7 separate regions of the Mus musculus genome follow, and regions 2, 3, 4, 5, 6 and 7 are each linked to region 1. The links are chromatin contacts, called in public ChIA-PET, HiChIP or PLAC-seq, Micro-C, capture Hi-C and promoter capture Hi-C maps. All regions are on one chromosome and are shown on one strand. The core of a region is the stretch at or near the end of the contact, and the rest is flanking DNA. Distances in the headings are between cores, read along the strand shown.

Region 1 (2,886 bases), core at 326-2,825:
CTGGGAGACGGAGCATAGCTCATCTCAAAACAACTAAGAATGGAATACTGACATGTCAGCTATGGAGCCCCTTTTCTCGAGCCGTAGGGAGTCCCATCAAGTTAAGCAGTGTTTTCTCAGGACAATGCTCATGGAACATAAAGAAGAAACTGTAAGCCGAGTCTCCTGTCACACATTCCCACCTGAGTCCAGTGCTGGTGAAGGCTACCTTTTTTCCCAGTTCATTCAGGGATTTTCTTTTGAATGTTTCCTGTGCAGGGGAGCATATACCACTGGGTGCTTAATAAACGAGAACGGTAATTTCCACCTCCTTGTACAGTATGATTGTCTAAGCTGCCTATAACTGGGGCCAAATGATGACACCTGTCTATCAAATCAGGCTGTCTGTCCTGGGAGGAAGGATATCCAAGTTACTTCAACGAGGTGAAGTAGAATCAAGAGAAATTGGGTAGTTTTCTGCCTAGGTTTTTTTTTTTTTTTTTTCCTAAAGAATCTACCTCACCCCACCCTCTAAAACAGTTGGATGGTGGTGATGCCTATCTTCAGTCCCAACACTCCAGAAGGCAGAGGCAGGTGGATTTCTTGAGTTCCAGGCCAGCCGGGTCTACAGAGTTACAGGGCAGCTAGAACTACACAGTGAAACCTTGTTGCGAAAACAAAACAAAACAAAACAAAACCAATCCAATTTTCCTCTCCTCTTTTATCCTTTTAACTCTAAGCTTCTCTCTGCTCCACCCATAGGTCATTACCAAAGGAGTTCTAAGAAGCCTTTAAAGGCCAAGGCCCATCCCAAAGTGTTCACTGTTGCTTCCGGAGTTGTGCGCAGCCTGACCTCCTGGGTTTGGTCTCTTGCTGAATGTCCCTGCACATTCAACGACCCGAATTTACACACAAACTTTATCCTAGCACTCTTGGAAGAACTTAATGCAGGGTGGGGATGGGGCTAGCAGGGCAGAGGCATCTAACCCCAGGGACTGTCTTCAGATAACATTGGTTTCAAGTCCGGATTCTCCGGGCGAAAGGATAGGAATGGGGCAGAAAGTCTGGCCTTAACCTTGATTCTGACACCGAGCTCAGGAATCACCAACTCTGGATTCCCTCTCCACTTGTCAGGGCTACTCTCACTGTGCTGGGACTGGCTGAAATGGAAAGGGATTACCATGGGCACCTAATTACGGTGAGGAGGCGGCTCCATGCTAACAGCGAGAGTTCAGGCCGCAATTAAGCATAACAGGTCCTCATGAAAGACCGTCCTAGACGAGGAAGGTTGTTCCGTGAGGGCGCGGGCACCAGAGCGCCCTAGAGATGCACACGAAGTGAAGAATAATCTGGGAACAGCCGTAAGCGTGTGCAGTAAAGGCGCGAGCTTGGCCGGTCTCCCGCTTCTGCACGCAGGCGTGCGGTTGACCGGACTTCGCTTTCTCTCTTTTTTTCTTTTTTTTTTTTAAGTGATTTCCAACAGCGCTTAATCGCCTGAAACTTCACGCATGCGCACTGCGGAAGGCAGCGATAGGCCATGACAATGCATGAGGCCCGCCTCGGGCTCTAGGTGGCATCAGCTTCCTACTGGAACCCAGTGCGCACGCGCGGCGTTATGCACGCGAGGCAGGGCGGGCACGCGCTGGGGTGGTCTAGGCAGGACGGCGGCTCGGCGGGGTCATCCGAGCGCAGGCGCAGTGCGGTGTTTGTCTACCCCGGACTGACGGGTGGCCTGGCGGTGAGCGGCGGCAGCGGCGGCGGGGAAGATGGCGGCGTCCTCCCTGGAGCAGAAGCTGTCCCGCCTGGAAGCCAAGCTGAAGCAGGAGAACCGTGAGGCCCGCAGGAGGATCGACCTCAACTTGGATATCAGCCCACAGCGGCCCAGGCCCAGTAAGCACGGCCTCGTGGGGGAGGGGCGGGCGGGGCGGGGCGCGCACTGGGAGGCCCCGCCCACCGGGCAGATCCTGCCCCCGCTTCCGGGGCGCTAGCTCTCCTCCCCTCCACTCTCTGTGCTGTCGGCTTGCAGGGAGAGGGTCACGGTGACCTGGAAGTCGGGTGGGCAGTCTCCAGGGCGACTCTCTCCGCCCACGTACCGCGGTCCCGAAGTTCACACCGTTGGTACCTGAGAGCTTAGTCCCTCACCCTGTGGTCGGCTTCCGGAGCCTTGTCACCTGCACCTTGCAGGCTTTCAGACTCGAAGCTACGCCGCTGTGACTACAACCAAGTCTTTTAACTCTGCAAACAGTTATATCTCTTCTGATTCAGTGGTTCCACTCCTGCCGAGTCAGTGACTGTCAAGAGGTCCCCTCCCCTAGCAGACAGTCCACACACGTGCATGCCTATCTGCCCATGTAGGTCACTAAGTCCTCATCTACATCCGTTTTGATTGGAGGCTTCTATTTGACTTCTTTGGTCATATCAGATGGCTCCTTCTAAGCTTGGAAGGACCTTGTCACTGGACCCAGCTCACTGCCTCCTACATACAGGGGCACCTCATATCTCTAATGACCAACTACTTTTCACTATTGCTGTCTAGCCCTCAGGAAACACATAGCCATCTCTCAGCCTGGCAGCCTTTGTCTACAGGGCTCAAGTGACTGCTACTACTACAGACACCTGTAACCAGTGTAGTCCCATCGAGTAGAAACGCACCTCCTTTCTGAGCCTACTGTCTTTGGGCCTGCCTCCTGACATACGGTCCTGTACCAAAAGTGCTTCCTCTTCCTTTCTAGACACACATCCAGCTTGTCCACCATGACCACAGTTAGCATCCTTGTTGTATCCCAGATACCCCTGTCCCAAGTTGTCTTTGCTGAAAGAATCTGGCTTTTTTTCTCCCCTCTCTGTCCAACCCTTCCTCTGTCCCTCTTGATTCAGCAGAATGTCTTCTTTATATCCTCTGTGATG
Region 2 (3,076 bases), core at 286-2,785, 960 kb before region 1:
CTCTCTGAAATGGGTATGTAACTATGTTGGCCTCCAGGGAACACTGGGAGGTTCTAGCGCTAACCAGCCTGGAGACTCATAATCATTCTAATTATAACCATCCTGAAAACTACCCCTACTGTTACTATGATTGCTGTGGGGCCAAAGGTATGCAGACTTTGCCTCTAGACATCTGGAAGTAGAGAATTATAAACATAGCAGCCACAAGGGGTCGATTCTCCAACAAGTGTCCTCCGTCGAAGAGGATACCCCTGGCTTTGGGTTTAAACTGCTCAGATGTCTGAATCTGTTGCAACCCAGTAACCATACTTACTTAAAGCAACCTCAAAGAGCCTCAGAGGACAGATTTGGGGTTAGAGAAAAGAACAGACACAGTTGAGAGGTGCACTGGGGACAGACACCCGAAGCCTGGGCGGGCACTGGGGCAAGGTTCCTCAGACCCGAGATGGACACACGCGGGGTACAGAGCCACAAGCCCAGTGAGCAAAGGCCAAGGTCAGCCGGGGTTTCACGCAGGGCCAGGGCCACCAAACCCACTCTTCCCCTTCCCCAGTGTAAAGATGATCACTATAGGGAGGGGACTCTTCATAGACACAAGGACGCTACGGGAGTCTTCAACCTTCAGTCCGTGGAGAGGGGGCTCTAGGTTGATGGAAGAAGAACGAGAAATGTCCACAACTCTCGTGAAAGGACTATATTGCTGGAGTGGTGAAATGGGTGTCTGTAACCCTGACTCCTTGGTGGGGCCTGGGGGGCTCTAAGTTGTATGGAGCAATGGGAAGGGTTGTCCCCATTACTCAGCCCAAAGGGAGAATTCTCTAGGTTGGCTGTGGCGGTGGAGAGGGGTGTCCCCGACCCTCACTCCTTAGGGTGAGGGTTCTAGATTGGCTGGGGCGGTGGGAGAAGTGTCCCCGACATACTGTGATCGCCTCTTGTCCCAGACTTACCCTCTCCAGGGTACAGGTGGCCGGCTGTGCCCACCAGCAACGCGGCCACGGCCACCAGCAATGGCACAGCCGTCGTCTCACATCCTCTCCCGAAGCCCATAGCAGTAGGAGTGCTGGGACCCCGGCGATCAGAGCACGCCACGCCGGCCTACTGGGGACATACTCCGTGAGAAGGTCTCTGGAGAGGCGCTCGGGGCCGCACGTCCTTCTCTTCCACGCCCGTGGCTCACAGGCCGCAGCTCTCCAGCCTAGAGGGCCCTGGGGACAGTCCCGGGAAGAGCACAGAGGCCTCGGCCGCAAGCAACACCGTGGCGCGGCCCGCAGGTCACCCAGGCCCGGTCCCGTGCCCGCAATCCCAGAGTCCAGAGCTCACCGCGGTGCGTCTCCTGTCCGGGTCTCCTGCTTCTGCCCTCCGTGCAGCTCTGGGTGGGTCGCGTTGTGTGGAGTCTGAGACAGAGGGACGCGCGCACTGGAGGGCACCTGGGCTGGTGGTGGCGGCGGGAGCTAGGGCTCGACTCCAGCCCGTAAACAACGCAGCCCGTCAGCTGGGCCCGCGCGGGCCAAGGGAAAAGGTGGCGCGGATTAAGACAGGGAAGGGACTGTGCGCTCCAGTGAGGCCCGCTGGGGGGGGAGGGGGAGAAAGCCAGCAGAGCTCGGGGAGGCGTGGCCAGAGCTGGCAACGCCACGCCTCCTCGCCTCCTCGCCTCCTCGGCCCCTTTGCCCCCTTGCCCCGTAAAACCCGCAACTTCAGAGACCCGAGGCTCACTTCAGATTCTTCCAATCCCAACACCCCGAACTGCTGGCTTAGAAAGATTACGATTTAAAAGCTTGTAAGCGTTCTCAGATACCAGTGTAACATAAACACCCAAACAACTCTAAGACTCACCTGTCAAACGTCCGGAGCTGCCCATATCCGCACCTGACACGAACGCCCCCAAAGAGTCCCAAAGTTCCGATTTTAAAACCTAGGGGTCCCCAGATCCCCGCCTGACTCGAAAACCACTAAACAGGCCTGAGGTTCCAGTTTAAAAGCCTAGGGACGCCCCCAGGTCCCCTCCTGACTGCAGCAAACACAAGTAACACCGAGGTTCCAATTTAAAGGTCTGGAGCACACTCTAGATCTCCGCCAGATCTAGACACCCCAAATTACCCCGAAATAACAATTTTAAAGTCTGGAAATGCCGCCAGATACCCCAGGACATAAACACCCCAATATGCCCCTAGATGCCAGATTCAACCAAGCACATTTTGTCTTTCTTTACTCCTTTTTACTATTTTTTTGACTCCCGTGGGGAATTCACTTTAATTCTTTACCTTTGATTCTGTTTTTCTTTACAGCCTATGCTACCAATGTCTTACGAGATTCTCCCAACCCTGGCTCTCTCGAGGAGCTAGTAGGCGCCCAACAAGTTCCCTCCCCAGTGAGCTCCCGCCCAGCAGCTTGGAGGCACCAGCTTCCAGGCCACAGCCACGTGTCCACAATGCAGGCAGCCTGTATTCCCTGGCCTGCGCCCCCTCCACCCAGCACTGAATTCCAGCAGAAATCAATAAGGAAATGACTCTAGAAGAACATAACAAGGCTTCTAGAAACACGTTAGAAACTTCATATAGGATCAGAGCAGACATAACTCCATTTTCAACACACATACCAGTAGGTGGCTGTATGTCTAAGAAAGCCATTCACTAGCAGCCCTGCTCAACCACATCATGAGGCGCTAACCCTGTCGGTGCCTTAGGAATATGTGCAGTACAGAGTCCTCTATCCTTTGCTTCACATGTTCACTCAGACCCGGACTGTGGCTGCTGGTCTGTGCAATGGGTTTGACAATATCTGTAAAAAAAAAGGTAAAAATAAAAGTAAAGTGGCAAGCAATAGAGAAAGACACTTAAGGTCAACCTTTGGCCTAGCACACCACACCACACACACACATAAACACACACATACAAACATATACATAAACAGAAAGAGAGAGAGAGAGAGAGAGAGAGAGAGAGAGAGAGGAGAGAGAGAGCGCTAAAACAAAGAGCCAAGCATTGGGAAGCAGGTCTTTAATGTCTTTACTCACAAGGTAGAGGCAGGGGGATCAGGATTGGAGCTTAGCCTGGAACACATGAGGTCCTGACTTTAA
Region 3 (2,796 bases), core at 151-2,650, 840 kb before region 1:
GGGGCTGGAAAATGGTTAGACTGTTTGTTGCTCAGGGGGAAGGACCAGAATTTGATCATCTTCAGACCCGGAACCCACATAAATGAAAGGTTGGCAATACACCTGTGATTCTGGCCTCAGGAAGCAGAGATAAGGGACCCCGAGAGCAAACTGACTATGGAGACTAGCCATACTGGTGAGCCCTTGCTTCTACTGGGAGCCTCTGCCTCAGTGAATAATGTGGAAGACTAATTGTGTGTGATTCCCAATGGCAATCCCAGGCCTCCAAATGCTTGCTTGAACATGACACACACACCCCTTGTACTGACACCCATACACATATGTGTATCCACATGCATGGAAAACATGAACACACATTCACACACACCCATTCACACATGTGAAAACGGGAAAGGACAAGACTCTATCTTTAAAGACAAAGGTGGGGGGAAGAAAATGTCCCTCCCATCAACCCCCCTCCCAGGTTGCACCCTGACCTTGATACACGCCGGATATGTTAAAATATATTCAAGCTCACACCATTTTAGTTGTAAAAAGGATGCTAACGGAGGCCTTTGCAAAGTTCTGGAATTTTCCTGCCATAGGAATTAGCTACTGATTTACATTTAAAAAATTTTAGTGCATTTTTACTTATTTTGTATGGCAGGAAGGCTTGTGTGGAGGTCAGATGACAACTTGCATGGCTCAATTCTCAACTTCCACCATATGGGGCCTGGGCCTGGGCCTGGGCCTGGGCCTGGGGATCGAACTTAAGTGGCCAGGCTTGGCAGCAATCCTCTTTACTCACTGAGCCATCTTGCTAGCCCCATTTACTTACATGAATACTTGGCATTCTTCTTTTTATGTTAGAAGCTTCTTTAAAAATTTTTAATTCTCTTTTTTTTTTTTTTTTTTTTTGGTTTTTCGAGACAGTTTCTCTGTGTAACCCTGGCTGTCCTGGAACTTACTCTGTGGACCAGGCTGGCTTCGAACTCAGAAATCCGCCTGCCTCTGCCTCCCAAGTGCTGGGATTAAAGGTTTAATATTCATCTTAATTTTATGTGCGTGAGTGTTTTTTTCTTGGTGTGCGTGTAATGGACCATATTTGTGCCTGGTGCCTGTGGAGGTCAGAAGGCATTGGCTACCCTGGAACTGGAATTGTGGACAGTTGTGTGCCTCCATGCCCATGCTGGTAATTGAGCCCAGGTCCTCTGCATGCACAGCCAGTGTTTTTAGCCTCTAAGCTGTTGTAGCCTCCTTAGGCTTGTGGGGAAGTTAAGGTGCTCAGAGAACAAAATGCCTGCTCCCAGTTTGCAGGCTTAGCACTCTGGCGCTCAGGATGATTGCCCATAGTTAATTCCCTCTGCATTTCCCTCACTCTAATCTCTTCTGCTGTCAAGCATAATAATAATGGGTGTTCCCTCACCTCCCACTGATCCCTGCCTGGTGGAATTGGCCCTCCCTTCCAGAACAAGCTAATTAGATACAGTAGAGGGACCAGCAAACTTCTCTGCAAAGTGGCCTGCACAAGCTCAAACCAGCCAACGTCTCAGTGAGGACAGGGAAGGGCTCATGAAGTGCTACCCCTAACTGAGAAGTCACTGACAGTTGGAAGGAGAGTTGGGGTTCTTCACAGATGTGGTCCCTGAAAGGCTACCCGTGCTCCTGTCACCAGGTACATACATATCAGCAACAGTGAGTGTGCACCACAAGTTTGGGGTTTTTTGTTTGTTTTGTTTTGTTTTTAATTTTTGTTTTTTGTTTTTTAAAGAGCACAGGAAATTGGGAGGAGAATGTGGTGCAGGGGATAGAGGAGTTGGAATAGAGAAAGGAGAAAATGAAGACGTGACCTTGTTCCAATAAGACTTCATTTACAAATTAAAACTGTCTGACCCATGAATCATTGTTGGTCAGTGTTTGTGGTAAGGGTGAATGCGAATGAGGTTGGGGTGTGTTTGTGTGCATGCTTGTGCCCGTCTCCACCTCCCCAAAGCTGGGATGATAGGAGCATACTCCCATAGCCTGGCTTTTTTACATGAAGTCCTCATGCTTGCCCAGCAAGCACTTTACTACCCCAGCCGTCTCCCTACCCCTTAGATTTGGCCTTTCTACAGTTCTGTCTCTAGGCTGTGTGGCGCTGTAAAAGTTGAGGTGTGAAGGCCACAAATGAGATAGAGGGTGTACTGGCTAGTTTTGTGTCAACTTGACACAACTGGAGTTATCATAGAGAAAGGAGCTTCAGTTGAGGAAATGCCTCCATGAGATCCAGCTATAAGGCATTTTCTCAATTAGTGATCAAGGGGGGGGGGGTGTCCCCTTGTGGGTGGGACCATCTCTGAGCTGGTAGTCTTGGTTCTATAAGAGAGCAGGCTGAGCGAGCCAGGGGAAGCAAGCCAGCAAGGAACATCCCTCCATGGCCTCTGCATCAGCTCCTGCTTTCTGACCTGCTTGAGTTCCAGTCCTGACTTCCTTTAGTGATGAACAGCAATGTGGAAATGTAAGCTGGATAAGCCCTTTCCTCCCATGTGCTTCTTGGTCATGATGTTTGTGCAGGAATAGAAACCCTGACTAAGACAGGGGACAGCTGACTTAGTGTCTCAGAATCTGGGTGATGGTGTGGACCCACTCTTCCTGCATGGGGTCCAGGGCATGGGTTAACAGAGAGTTCAGGGGCTGGGTGTGGTGGTGCACGCCTTTAATCCTAGCACTTGGGAGGCAGAGGCAGGTGGATTTCTGAGTCAGCCAGCCTGGTCTACAGAGTGAGTTCCAGGACAGCCAGGGCTACACAGAGAAACCCTGTCTCAAAAAAACAAAAAA
Region 4 (3,212 bases), core at 94-2,593, 770 kb before region 1:
GCCCAGCAAGTCACTGCCATGCCCCTGCCTCAGCATCCGCAAGGCTGTAATAACAAGCATGGGGCACTTAATCTGGCTAAAACTGAAAGCTTCTTTCGTTCTCTCTTCCTTTTTTAAAAGATGTAACATTATTCTAATTTGTTAATTTGAGACGGGGTCTCCGTAGCCCAGGCTAACCAGACACCGTGGTCATGATTAGAATTCCTGATCCTCCTGTTTCCACCTCCCAAACTCTGGAATGAGAGGTGTACAAGCATCTGGTGTACTTGAGACTGAGACCAAATCGTGCACAATGCACAAGCACTCTACCAATTGAGCCAACATCCCAGGCAAGGCAGAAGTTAAGAGGAGAGCTTGACATCAAAATCCAAAAAGTGCCACATAGCCGGGTGTGGTGAGGCACACCTGTCATCCCAGCCAGTATTTGGGGAGCTGAGGCATAAGGACAAGAAAGTTCAGGGTCAGCCTGGACTACAAGGTAAGTTATAGGCAACCAGAACTTCATAACAAGGTCCTGTTTCAACAAAGAAAGAAGAGGGGAAGAGAGGAGAGGGGAAGGGGAGGGGGGGAAGAGTTGCCATGGGGAGTCCCATTAGAGTGCTAGCTTGCTCACCAATGGTTGAAATGACAGAAAACAAAACTATTTCCCACCTCCTGGGCTCTCCTTTGCCCACAGGCAGGGGCATAAGGCTCTTCCGCCTAGCTCTGCCTTTAGCAGGACTGAAAAAGCAGTCTAGGTGGCAAAATAGCCATTTGCTTGGAAGACTTTAGAGAGGGGCCATTCAGTAAGACACTTAGAACACGGAAATTTAGCAGGCTCACCGCCCTTGTATCTTTGTTTCTTTTGTTTTGAGACAGGGTATCCTGTAGCCCAGGCTGGCCTTGAACTCCTGATCTTTCCATTAGAAGTGCCGAGATCACTGGCTTGTGCCAATATATCTGGTTTGTGCGGTGCTGAGGAAGGACCTAAAGGTTTCGTCTATGCTAGGAATGCAGTGGGCTACAGTCCCAGATCTTTTATTATTTCACTTGCTTATCAGAAATGATTAGTTTCAAGCTGTGTGTGATGGCACACACCTGTAATCCCAGCAATTCGGGAGGCTGAGGTAGGAAGTTCTCAGGTAAGACACCAGCCTGCCGACAGCCTGCTGTCATGTAAGACACCGGTCCCTTTAGGACCCCCTCTCTGGCCTGTTTTCCTCATCTCTGAGACCTGACCAAACTCCAGGTCACTCCGGTCCCGCCAAGGCCCCAGACTTCCTCTCACCAGGCGGTCCCGGACCCGGTGGGACTCCAGCGCGGAAGCCAGACGGTTCAGCAGAGCCATGGCAACTCGGTCGTGACGTCACCCAGGGCGGGGTCAAACTCCTTTGGAAAGGTCCGAAGGTCCGCGCAGGCGCAACTGCCTGCCCTTTGTCCGAGTACTGCTACCTTGTAGGCGTGCTAGCCCGAACCCAGTTTGCAAATGTATTACTGCCACGTCTGTCCTCCCTGCCCACGGACACCCAGAATGACCTTCTAAGCCTGTTGAAATTCGCTCCACCGCTGCTTAGGCAACTCCGCAAGCAAAATGTTTCAAAAATTAATTCATTGCCTACGGGCGGGGGGGGGGGGGAGCGGGGAGTGGGGACAATCAAAAGCTTCACTTGTGGGCTTCATGTACCTGCTTTATCAGTTTGTCTGTTCTGAGCATCTGTGACTGGTGTACTCTCACAAGGCATCTTGATTTTCACTTTCTTTGAGGGGTGATTAGATTTCTTTCTTTTTTTTTTTTTTTTTTTTTGAGGATTTCATTTAGTTCACGCTATCTTTGAACTCACCATGTGCTCAAACTGGCCTTACACTCCTTATTTAGTCTCCCAAATGCTGGATGATAGGCATGTGGCACAAGGCTCCAAGACATCATTAGATATGTTATATTAGATATCATTAGTTACCTGGCTAAAAGGCACCTTTAGAAGAAAAATGAGCTCGGCAGGGAACAAGTACCTTTAATCCCAGCATTCAGGGGGCAGAGGTTCTCCGTGAGTTCCAGGCTAGCCAGATCTACATAGGGAGCTCTGGGCCAGCAGGATGGCACAGTTGGTAGAGGCGCATGTAGGTCAAGCCTGAAGACATGAGTTCCATCCTTGGGACTGGCATAGTTGAAAGTAAGAACCCACTCTGGTGCTAGCTGTCCTCTAACCTCCACAGTTATGGTGTGGTGCACATGCGCGTGTGTGTAAAAACAACTACAAAATAGTCAAAGTTCTCTTCCACTCTTCCTTCCAGGAAGGACAAAAGTTGATCGCTAAAGGTGTTTGATCCATATCTACCTGAGCAGGGCACCCAGAGAATTCACCTTAACCAGCTGTGTTTTGTTTTGTTTTGCTTTGTTTTGTTTTGTTTTTTTGTTGTGTTTGGAGGAGTGAAGACACAAGTATTTTGAGTATTTGTTTTGAAACAAGATCTTATGTAGTCCAAGCTGGGCTCCAACTGAATTAATTTGTAGCCAAGACTGGCCTTGGACTCCTCCTGGTCCTCCTGCCTCAACCTCAGAAGTGCTGGCATGACAGGTGTGTGCCACCAAGTCTGGTTTGTGTGGTGCTGGGATGGAACCCAGAGCTCTCTGCATGGTAAGCTAATGTTCTATACTGAGCCACATTCACAGACCCCAGAACAGTATTTTTTTTTAAAAAGATTTATTTATTATTATAAGTACACTGTAGCTGTCTTCAGATGCACCAGAAGGGGGCATCAGATCTCACTATGAATGGTTGTGAGCCATCATGTGGTTGCTGGGATTTGAACTCAGGGGCTTCAGAAGAGCAGTCGATGCTCTTAACCACTGAGCCATATATATATGTGTGTGTGTGTGTGTGTGTGTGTGTGTGTATAACATATATATATAATATATATAGTGTATAACAATAAATAATATGTATATATTATTTATTATATATATAATATATGTGTGTATAACATATATTATATATATATATAGTGTATAACAATAAATAATTTTTTTAAAAAGAGGGAAAAAGAAAGAAAGGAAAGGAAAAAGAAAAGACCCAGAATCAAGCAAAGAAATTATTTCACTCAGGTCAAATTATTTCACTCAGGTCTGATATGGTGAAGCAGTGAGTTTATTGAGGCTGCTTAAGGGAGCAGGGTAACGCAAAAAATCTCTAGAAAGCCACCCCAGACTGGAGGATGATTGAGAGAGCTGCATT
Region 5 (3,046 bases), core at 86-2,585, 750 kb before region 1:
TAGTGAAAGATTCTACTATCAACAAAAACTCTGTGTGTGTGCACTTGTGTGATAGAGACAGGGGAGGGGGAGAACTTGTACTTACACATATATGTGGACTAGAGAGATTGACTTCAGGTGTCTTCCTCAATGGGTCCCACCTTATTTTAATTTTTTAAAATTGCATTTATTTATGTAGTGGTGTGTGTATATCTTCCATGTGGAGGTTAGAAAATAGTTTGATCTTTCCACCCATGTTGGTCCTAAGGAATCAGACTCGGGTCCTTGGCCTTTCACCAAGCACCTTTACCCACTAAGCCACTTGGTTGTCCCTCCAACCTTACTTTTTGAGACACAGTCTCACAATGACCCTGGGAGCTCACTGATTCAGCTAGACTGGCTGGCCAGTGAGCCCTTGGGTCTTCTTGCCTCAGCCACCTCAAAGCTAGGATTCTAGATACCCACCACTGAATCTGTCCTTCCACATAGGTGACAGAGATCTCAAGCCAGGTCTTCAGCTTCTGCAACAAGCAGTTTACCGACTGGGTCACCTCTCTAACCACCTGTCTTACCACAAACCATCACCCACTGAGCCATTTTGACAGCCCTAAACTTTCTGAGATAATACTAGATGAAGAAAAGACAAGTGCATATTTAAATTGCAGGCCTTCTCAAAGCACACCCTCCCCCGGCCTCTTGCTTATATAATTTGAGTATCATGATAGCTGGTGTTTGAAACAAGATAGAGAAATGAAAAAGAAGGCAAGACAAAGGTAGGCAGAGACAAAAGGCAGAGGCAGAGAAAATGACTGGGCCAGAGGCAAAGAAATTAAAAGAGGAAAAAATAAATTACGGTAGAGAAGGAGAATGGGGAAAAAAGGAGGACTGGAGAGATAGTTCAGCATGTAAAAGTGCACGGCCAAGCCTGCAGACCCTGGTTCTATCCCTGGGATGGAATAAGGAGAGAACGGACTCCTGGAACTTATCTACTGATTTCCCCATGCGCAACACGGCATGCATAGGCACTGAATCCATTTTTTAAAGAAGATAATGAAAGAGATGGAGAGGAGGGGACAGAATGGAAGAAAGATGGACAGATGGAGACAGAGATACAGATGGAGAGTCAAGATCGGGGGTCGGAGAAGGGGCCCGAAAAGTCACATGGGTGCATGGAGGGTTAGGGTGGCGCGGGTTGGTAGGGCGCAAACAAAGACTGGACGCGCGCCAGCTCGGGTGGCCCTGGTCGGGACAAAGGCTTGGCCCGGGGGCGGGGGGGTGGGGTGGGGCGGCGCGGGGGCAGCGATGGCGCCGGCCGCGGAGGGCTCGAGCGAACTACAAGTCCCAGCAGCTCCCGCAGCGGCCCTCGGCCGGCCCCTCTCGCTCCCCGGGAGTGCCTGGCGGGGCCGCTGGGCCGAGGGGGCCGCCAGCGGGTCTGGCGATCGGTGGGGTTTCCTGCAAGCCTGGGGCGGGGAGACACCGGCTGGCCAGCGCGAGTGCAGCCAGGCCGGGCAGGGGCGAGGGGCATCGGGTGAGTGACCCCGAAAGCGGATCGGGCTGGATTGGGGAAGGCTGGACAAAAGGGGGAGGTGGTTGGGAGGAGACCCCTCAACACTAAGAGCAGGGTGCGGGGCGCGGCCCCAGGCTATCTCTACGCACCCCTTGCAGAGTACATGGTGCCAGCGCTCTACTTGGGGGGTCAAGGTGGCGGACGCGGTGGGAAGGGGGTCCGGAGGAGCTCAGGCCTAGTACGTTTATCCGGCCAACGGCGGGACCACCCCCTAATCTACAGTGAATCTGAGATCCGGATGGGTGGAGGCGCCCGCTAGCTCGGAACCCACAGAACAGAACACCTCCTTGTTTCAGAAGGGGGTTCTTTTTTTCTGGAAACCAAGAGAAGCTTGGGGCATTGTTCTTCCTATGTGGGACTTTATACTCCATAGTGTGTGTGTGTTCAGAAGGGAGGTGTCGTGTTACCTCAAGAATCCCAAGAAAAATCCCAGTTATTGTTATCTTCCACATTCAGTCTTAGGATGTAGAGCTCTGGAAGCTCATTTTCCCAAGAGATGATCGGGGTGCACCTGCCCTCTGCACATCTACGAGACAGATGTGAGTTTCCATTCAAGATGGGAGTTCATGAGGCTGCTTCCTTCGAAGGCAATCTAAAAATACCTTGTCTCCAGAAATCTGGGCGGAGACCCCGGGGTACTGCCCACTAATCTCCAGCAGTTGGGCCTAGGTAGAGAAACTGTTGGGGGAAACTCAGCGCCCCTCTGTGTACTATCTCCTGACTGTGAGGTTGGGGTCAGGTAGGTCTCCCTAGTCCCCTGGAGCCCAGCCCAACAAAGAGTTCACTTAGCCCCAAGGTAGAGAGGTGTTACTCTTTCTCCACATCTGCCTCTTTCCCTAAAACAGTCTTCATACCCTAATCAAGGAGTGTGTGGTTCAGGAACTCCCTTCCCTTGAAGACATTCCTCCTCAGCCCTCTGTGCCCCACCCCCCAGTTCTCTCTGTAACCCCCCAGAGGCCCCCCCCCAAGCTATAGTTATCACCGGCTCTTCACCAAGGGGTTAAAATCCACAATCTTATAAGCCAATTGGAAAATTGCTATATTAACTGCTCTCTCCACCCTCTGGCTGTGGAGTTCTTAGTGATCCTTCTGCCCCTTTCCCCAGAAGGGGGCCATGTATGCACCCCTCCTTAGTTTTGAAAAACGTTATTATTTTGTAGCCCAGGCTGATCAGATCTGCCAGCCTCATCCTCAAAAGATGCTGGGATAACAGATGTGTGCCACCACTGCTAGCTCAGGTTTCCACTCCCTGTCCTCTGGTTTAAGACAGAACATATCTCACTCAAGCTAGAATTCTAGAGAGGTCTAGAATTCTTTCCTGGAAGCAAACAAGGAGCCCTGCAGTTTTCACCGTGACAGAGAAGGACTACTAGGTATCCTTAACTTCCCATCCTTACCACTACCCATTCTACTTCGGTAAGACAAGTCACACACATTCCCCTCTTTATCAGGGACCCCCAGATCTACCAGTTTGCAGGGTGGGGCAAGAATTCAGACCAT
Region 6 (3,012 bases), core at 57-2,556, 890 kb before region 1:
TCCTATTATTAAGTGTGTATGTGTGTGTGCACATGTGTGCATATGTGTGCGTGTACCTGTATGTGTATTTGTTTGTGTGTGTATATATATGAATGTATATATGCAGGTGGCTGTGGGTATGTGCGTTTGTCTGTATATGAATATGTGCTTGTGTGTGCAACTGTCTGGGGTATGTGTGTTTGTCTGTGTGTGGATATGTGCGTGTGTGTGCATGCAATTGTGTTGGGTGCCTATAGAGGTCAGAAGGGGCACAGGACCTTCTATAGCAGAAATTAAGCAGTTATGAGCCACCCAGTGTAGGTGTTGGGAACTGAACTCAGGTCCTCTAGAAGACTAGCAAGCACTCCTAACCACTGAGCCATCTCTCCAGCCCTGCGCATACCTCTTGCCTTCTATTTAAACCTACATCTAATACCAGGTCTCTAAGGATGGACTTGGAGGGGAGAGGTGGGAGGAGCAGGGGGCCGTTTGGTCCTCTTACAGGTGCAGCAACCCTGAATAGATACATTTTTTCTACTTCTCACTGTTGTTTGCCCTGGTTGCCTAGACTTCCTCTGAAGACTGGGCTGGCCTCAGATTCAGAGGTGCGCCTGTCTCTGCCTGCCCAGTGGGATTGAAGGCGTGCACCACCACATGCACTTATTTTTGAGACAATGTCTCTCACTGAACCTGGAACACTGGATCAGACTGGGTAGCCTGCCCTTCCCTGGGATTCTCCTATCTGCCAGCTCAGTACTGGAGTTCTCACAGGTGGCCTTACCACACCCTGACTTTATTTAGTCAGGTGGGGGTGGGGAACTAAAATCAATTCCACTTGCTTGCACAGCAAGCACTTGACCCTTTGAGCCATTTCCTCGACTGACTTTCTTAGAATGAGTCGCTGAATCTGGTTTGTTAGGAGACTGCCAGGACTCAAGCTCTAACCTTAACAGCTCTGGTAACAGTGCGTTAGTTGAAGAAGTGGAGTTAGCGGTAGTGGCAGTATTTACACCGGGAAAACAGACAGATACCAAGCAGAATGATCGCTGGTAGACATTTACAAACCCAGCGTTCAGCTCCACATGTTTCCATGGGTCCACACACCCACATATGTGTCTGTCCCCATGTGTGTTCCAGCGTGTGTCTGTCTAGAGACATGTGACTTGCATGTCCCATGTGTCTCTGTTTGTGTGCCCGAGTGTTAGGGTGAGGCCCTCACACCCCGTTCCTCTTCAGCAGTTGGCGCCACAGGAAGCTGCCGGGTGGGGGTTCAGTGCTGCTGCCTCCCCTCCCCTCCCCTCGTGGGAGGCTTTACATTCTTTACTTTACTTCCCCGTGACGCCTACGGCAGGTACAGGCTGAGGGTGGACTCCCAGATCCTCATAACCCACCTCCATTTGTTTTCTCCTCTCCTTGCTGACCCCTGCTGCCTGCTGCTCAATATTGATGAAGACAACCATAAAAAGCCGGTGGCTTAGAAAGAGGAAACTGGGCAGAGTTGAGCCACTCTGTGGTTAGCCTGGCTCATGTGTCCCTTGAAACCCTGGTTGTGTGACATGGGAGCTGCAAGAGCTGTTAACAAAGCCAGTTACCTACCTGAGCAAGAATCGGGAACTCATGGGTGAGTGACTATCTTGAAGAGTGGTGGGCACTTCGGGATCTGCACGTCTGAGAGTCTGTGAGGCAGGAGATTGACTCCTATAGCCGGGACACAACAGTAAGAGAGTGGGGCAGCTGTTTGCACTGCAGAGATCAGGAATCCTAAAATGACCCTGGAGGGTGCTGGGGAGATAGCTCAATTGATAGGGTGCTTGCTTAGCATGGGCAAAGTCCTGGGTTTCATCCCCAGCACTGCATAAGTCAAAGCTGGGTGTTGTACGCTGTCAAGCATCACTTGGGAGATGGAGGCAGGAGGATTAGAGGTTTAGGTTATCCTCAGCTACATAGGGAGTTCAGAGGCCACCTGGTCTAGAGGAGACCTATGATGGAGTCTGAAGGAACCTTTTGTAAGCAAAGCCTGTGTGGGGACGGAGGAGTAGGGGGCCAGGGATGAGGGAGGAAGTCTAAGCGCCTTTTCAGCAGGTGTCCGTGTTTTGCCTTGTTCTGTTTTGTTTTGCTTTTGAATCTGGGTCTCACCATGCAGTCCAGGCTTGCCTCCAACTCCCAGCATTCCTACTTGTGCCTCCCCAGTTCTGGGGTAACAGGTATGCACGCATACCACCACACTGCAGCTTGACCTCTTCACCTTTCAAAGCATTGGCTCTGGGGTTTTGTTCAGCCTTGCCTGACACAGACTTGGAGAATCCTGTCTGCAAAGCAAAATTTTAAGGCTGACATCTGCTGAAAAGCCGATCTTTCCAGGTCTTCCAAATGGGGACCACCCTCTGCTCAATAGCCCTCCAGCTGTAGGCCCTTAACCCTGGGGAGTCACTGGTGGCTCCCTTTGTGGCCCAGTTTGAGGAACCTCCCACAACAACTGCCGGAATGGAGTGAGGTGAGGAGGCAGGCTGTGGTTTGTACCAGGCACACCCAAGACTACAGTTTCCTCAGTTTCTGTTGACTTTGTGCACTCTCGGGTGTAGGAAGGCGACCCCTGGAGCCATGTATCAGTGGATTTAGAGCTGACCACTCTAACGGAGGTGGTGAGTTAGGTAGGAGACAGGCTTTGAATGTGGCTCCCACAGGGCTGACCCTCCAAGAGAGTCACCCTGGTTTCTGAGGGAAAACTCCAAGTTGTACCCACCTTTAAGCACCCTTCTTGTGACTGTAAATTCCTGTCTGAGGCAGCTTTTCATGGGTCTTGAAGAGGACCTAGGGAGATAACACAGAATAAGAACTTGGTTCAGCTCCCCTAAACTCATGAAAAAAAAAAACAGGTTTTGAGCATGGTGGTGCAGGCCTGATAGCTCAGCACTGTGGAGGCAGAGACAGGATCACTGAAGCTCTCCGACTAGCCAGTTTAGCTGAATCAGTGAACCTCAAGGAGAGTCAGGGAAAGCCGGTCTCGAAAATAAAAATAAGAAAAAATAAGGT
Region 7 (2,830 bases), core at 56-2,555, 980 kb before region 1:
TTAGAGATAGATGGATCCCCAGGGCTCACTGGGCTACTTCTATTAGTGAACTCCAGGCCAGTAAGAGACCCTGTCTCAAGAGACAAGATGGAGGGCACCTGAGGAACAACTAACCCTTGAAATTGGTCTTGGCTTCTCACACACACACAAAAAAAAAAAAAAAAAACCAGGGGTGTATGTCCCAGAGCACTCTAGGTCAGCATATCACAGACACTCCACTGCACATCTACTCTCACTGTTGCTCTGTTCACCACAGCTGAGGAAATGTCTGCCAACAGAAAAACAGATGAAGAAAATGTGGCACATATCATATAGAGGCATCTTCACAATAACCAAGTTATGAAATAAGCGGTCAATGGGTGGGAGCTAGACTATGCCTGCCTAGGCTATTTGAGACCCTGTCTCAAGAAAGTAATAATAATAAGAGATAAGATCAAAAATGTGGGATATAGAAACAATGGGGTAGTAGCCAGAAAGAATGAAATAATTAGATATATATGCACTGTATATGTGCACGGCAGGAACAGAAGAGAGACCAGTTGAGTAAAGAAAGATACTAATGGGTGAGCAGAGAGCTGAGTGCAGAAAATGCAGCAGAGGTGATAAACAAGGTACGATCGATGCACATAAGATGACATCGCGTGAAACCCATTCGTCTATAAGTCAACCAAAAGACTTGAGGAAGAAAAAGAACTAGGACTCCTTTTCAATCTTCCTGGTTGTTAACAGTATGTAAACGCTCCCCTTCCTTAATATTCTCACTAGTATTTGTTACTTCTTGTCTTTATGATACCAGCCATTGCCCTAACTGTGGATGACAGATAATGATATATGATGTGCTAGGCATGGTGACCACTTAAACTCCATTGATAAAGAGGCTGAGGCAGGAGGATTATGAGTTTAAAGATAACCTGTGTCACAGGAGGACACTGTTCAGCTGTAGAACCCCTGCCTAGATCTCCCAGTGAGGGTACATAGCCCTTCATAGAATTCCCCAGTGAGGGAGGAGATGGGGCAATGGTTCAGAGGTAGAGGCCCCTGCCTACTATGCAGACAGCCCTCTGCCCAATCCAAGATGGGGAAAGCTACAATTAGGGACAGTGCCAGCTTTGTGGTCACCCATTGTGGGCTCTGCATTTCAAACTCTTAAGCCAGCCCCGATGAATGGCTCTCCCTGTAAAGCAACCATGCCTAAATAATTCCTTTCAAAAAGCAAATAACATAATTCCTTTGGCAGGCCTGATTCAAAGCCTGAACATAATCGTCACCCTATCTATGAGGCAATCGGCTCAGCGGGATTACTGAGGGTTGAGTAAGATGTCAAGTGCAGAGGAAAGAGCAGCAGACCCCAGCTCAGTGCCCCTGAGCCTCAGCACGGAAGTTCTTCAGGAAGTGACTGACAGGGGAAAAAAAAGTCACATCAGAATGAATGTATTGGTTTTGTGTTTACCCACCTCCCTGGCTGACTCCACTTCCTTGGCCTGTCCTCCGGGCTACCAATTAAAGTCTAATTCCCTTTTACCTGGGTGTGGTAAGCGCTTCCCAGGAAATCCAGTCTCCATCGCTTTGCCCAAACACAACGGAAGTGCTGATCTCCTAAGCATGGTGTGCCTGCCAATTCCAACACAATGCACCAGGGCTTCCCATAGTCCTGCACACTCCATAATCACAGTCCTCAATATTCCTAAAAACCTCTGTCCCATAAGCCATGTATGCTGATTAGTTTTGTCAACTTGACACAAACTTGAGTGATCTGGCAAGAGGGAACCTCGATTTAGAAACTACCTTCATCTGACTCGCCTGTAGGCCAAGTCTGTGGGATATTTTCTTGACTGATGATTGATGTGGAAGTGCCCAGCCCACTGTGGGTGTTGCCACCCCAGGCAGGTGGTCCTGGATTGTCTTAGAAAGCAAGCTAAGCAAGCCAGGAGAAGCAAGCCTGTGAGAAGAGTTCCTCCATCGTCTCTGCTTCAGCCTTGAAGTTCCCGCTCTGACTTCCCTTCACAACATACTATAACCTGTAAGATGAAACATACCCTCTCCTTCCCAGGAAGCAAACACCATGCTAAACAGTTACTCTTTCAAACAATTATAAAACTCCTTGTCCCCAATGTCACATGACCTGTCAGGAGCAATAAAAAAAAAAGAGGAATTCAAGATAAGAGCCCAGGCTTTGAATAGTATACAGGTATACCTGTGTCGATGTTTACCACACCCCAAATATGGAACACACATATATGGGCGAGCCCATCTTGTGCCCTTGCAACTCCCATCCACACCTCCAGCACAGGACGACAGTGTCATTCTTCCTCAGATGCCTCTTACTACCTTTTTGAGAAAGTTTCTCTCTGGCTTGGAGCCCACTGAGTAGGCTAACCGCCAGGTCAGTGGGCCCCAGGGATCCCCTCTTTCTCTACTGCTCCAGCTAGGATTACAAGCATGAGCTGTTGGATGGTTAGGTTCCCCATGCTTGCAAGGGCAATCCTTTATTGACGGAGCCATCTTCCTCAGCTTCTTTTTCTTGTCATCCTCCTCCTCCTCTCCCTCCTCCTCCTTCTCCTCCTCTCCCTCCTCCTCTTCCTCCTCCTCTCCCTCCTCCTCCTTCTCCTCCTCTCCCTCCTCCTCCTTCTCCTCTCCCTCCTCCTCCTTCTTCTCCTCTCCCTCCTCCTCCTTCTCCTCCTTCCCTCCTCCTCCTCCTCCTCCTTCTCTTTCTTCTCCTCTCCTTCCTCTTCCTCCTCTGTCCCCATGCTTCCACAGCAAAGGCAAACAGTTTACAAGATGAGCTATCTCCCTAGATCGTTCTGGCTTCTGCAAAGCACTGGAATCACAT

Evidence for each region. Promoter capture Hi-C pulls out the DNA fragments that hold promoters and counts their contacts. Hi-C and Micro-C count contacts between places; a contact is called where the count stands out from the background. ChIA-PET counts read pairs in DNA pulled down with a chosen protein or histone mark. HiChIP or PLAC-seq counts read pairs in DNA pulled down with a chosen protein or histone mark. Capture Hi-C pulls out chosen DNA fragments and counts their contacts.
Region 2: a contact with region 1 is called in a capture Hi-C map of macrophages, with 4 times the contacts expected there. The contact joins the promoter of Insr here to the promoter of Map2k7 in region 1. A contact is called at or near these places in 4 of 39 promoter capture datasets (cranial neural crest, hippocampal neurons, pre-B cells and 1 more), 1 of 484 Hi-C or Micro-C datasets (embryonic stem cells) and 1 of 9 other capture datasets (macrophages).
Region 3: a contact with region 1 is called in a Micro-C map of embryonic stem cells, with 2.2 times the contacts expected there. The contact joins the enhancer-like site here to the promoter of Map2k7 in region 1. A contact is called at or near these places in 3 of 39 promoter capture datasets (cranial neural crest, embryonic stem cells and pre-B cells), 2 of 484 Hi-C or Micro-C datasets (both in embryonic stem cells), 2 of 115 datasets of contacts at active chromatin or transcription factors (bone marrow-derived macrophages and embryonic stem cells) and 1 of 9 other capture datasets (liver).
Region 4: a promoter capture Hi-C map of pre-B cells shows a contact between it and region 1, with 4 times the contacts expected there. The contact joins the promoter of Pex11g here to the promoter of Map2k7 in region 1. A contact is called at or near these places in 24 of 39 promoter capture datasets (the 3T3-L1 cell line, 3T3-L1-derived adipocytes, the C10 cell line and 14 more), 1 of 484 Hi-C or Micro-C datasets (embryonic stem cells), 4 of 115 datasets of contacts at active chromatin or transcription factors (bone marrow-derived macrophages, extraembryonic endoderm stem cells, memory CD8 T cells and 1 more) and 3 of 9 other capture datasets (adipose tissue, embryonic stem cells and macrophages).
Region 5: an H3K4me3 HiChIP or PLAC-seq map of stem cell-derived neural progenitor cells shows a contact between it and region 1, with 29 read pairs. The contact joins the promoter of Zfp358 here to the promoter of Map2k7 in region 1. A contact is called at or near these places in 8 of 39 promoter capture datasets (the C10 cell line, cranial neural crest, embryonic stem cells and 4 more), 1 of 484 Hi-C or Micro-C datasets (epidermal suprabasal cells), 9 of 115 datasets of contacts at active chromatin or transcription factors (bone marrow-derived macrophages, embryonic forebrain, embryonic midbrain and 5 more) and 4 of 9 other capture datasets (adipose tissue, embryonic stem cells, liver and 1 more).
Region 6: a contact with region 1 is called in an RNA polymerase II ChIA-PET map of memory CD8 T cells, with 16 read pairs. The contact joins the promoter of Arhgef18 here to the promoter of Map2k7 in region 1. A contact is called at or near these places in 2 of 39 promoter capture datasets (pre-B cells and stem cell-derived epiblast-like cells) and 2 of 115 datasets of contacts at active chromatin or transcription factors (bone marrow-derived macrophages and memory CD8 T cells).
Region 7: a contact with region 1 is called in a promoter capture Hi-C map of the HPC-7 cell line. The contact joins the enhancer-like site here to the promoter of Map2k7 in region 1.

What each region holds. Positions count from the first base shown.
Region 1 is chr8:4,237,165-4,240,050 of GRCm38.p6, forward strand. It overlaps Map2k7 (mitogen-activated protein kinase kinase 7), which reads left to right and starts at 1,576. Exons shown (of 12, transcript NM_001164172.1): 1 at 1,576-1,869. The coding sequence starts at 1,746. It overlaps Lrrc8e (leucine rich repeat containing 8 family, member E), which reads left to right. Exons shown (of 3, transcript NM_028175.2): 3 at 1-306.
Region 2 is chr8:3,278,082-3,281,157 of GRCm38.p6, forward strand. It overlaps Insr (insulin receptor), which reads right to left and starts at 1,536. Exons shown (of 21, transcript NM_010568.3): 1 at 948-1,536. The coding sequence starts at 1,047.
Region 3 is chr8:3,399,356-3,402,151 of GRCm38.p6, forward strand. The region is part of intron 10 of Arhgef18 (rho/rac guanine nucleotide exchange factor (GEF) 18); the gene reads left to right. Among named protein-coding and RNA genes, the nearest start is that of Gm46029, 26 kb to the right of the region's middle. Within about 2 kb of position 1,401, at least 10 of the 459 cell types and tissues checked have an H3K27ac peak or open chromatin away from gene starts, as enhancers often do. A contact at or near this core is called in embryonic stem cells, where this site is marked.
Region 4 is chr8:3,466,305-3,469,516 of GRCm38.p6, forward strand. Pex11g (peroxisomal biogenesis factor 11 gamma) reads right to left here and starts at 1,344. Exons shown (of 5, transcript NM_026951.3): 1 at 1,268-1,344. The coding sequence starts at 1,327. It also overlaps a transcript of Tex45 not described here.
Region 5 is chr8:3,491,803-3,494,848 of GRCm38.p6, forward strand. It overlaps Zfp358 (zinc finger protein 358), which reads left to right and starts at 1,336. Exons shown (of 2, transcript NM_080461.2): 1 at 1,336-1,507.
Region 6 is chr8:3,352,131-3,355,142 of GRCm38.p6, forward strand. Arhgef18 (rho/rac guanine nucleotide exchange factor (GEF) 18) reads left to right here and starts at 1,307. Exons shown (of 29, transcript NM_001370668.1): 1 at 1,307-1,600. The coding sequence starts at 1,597. Gm30369 (a long non-coding RNA gene) reads right to left here. Exons shown (of 5, transcript XR_870091.2): 2 at 2,723-2,790; 3 at 1,576-1,677.
Region 7 is chr8:3,259,121-3,261,950 of GRCm38.p6, forward strand. The region is part of intron 1 of Insr (insulin receptor); the gene reads right to left. Among named protein-coding and RNA genes, the nearest start is that of Insr, 19 kb to the right of the region's middle. Within about 2 kb of position 1,306, at least 58 of the 459 cell types and tissues checked have an H3K27ac peak or open chromatin away from gene starts, as enhancers often do. A contact at or near this core is called in the HPC-7 cell line, where this site is marked.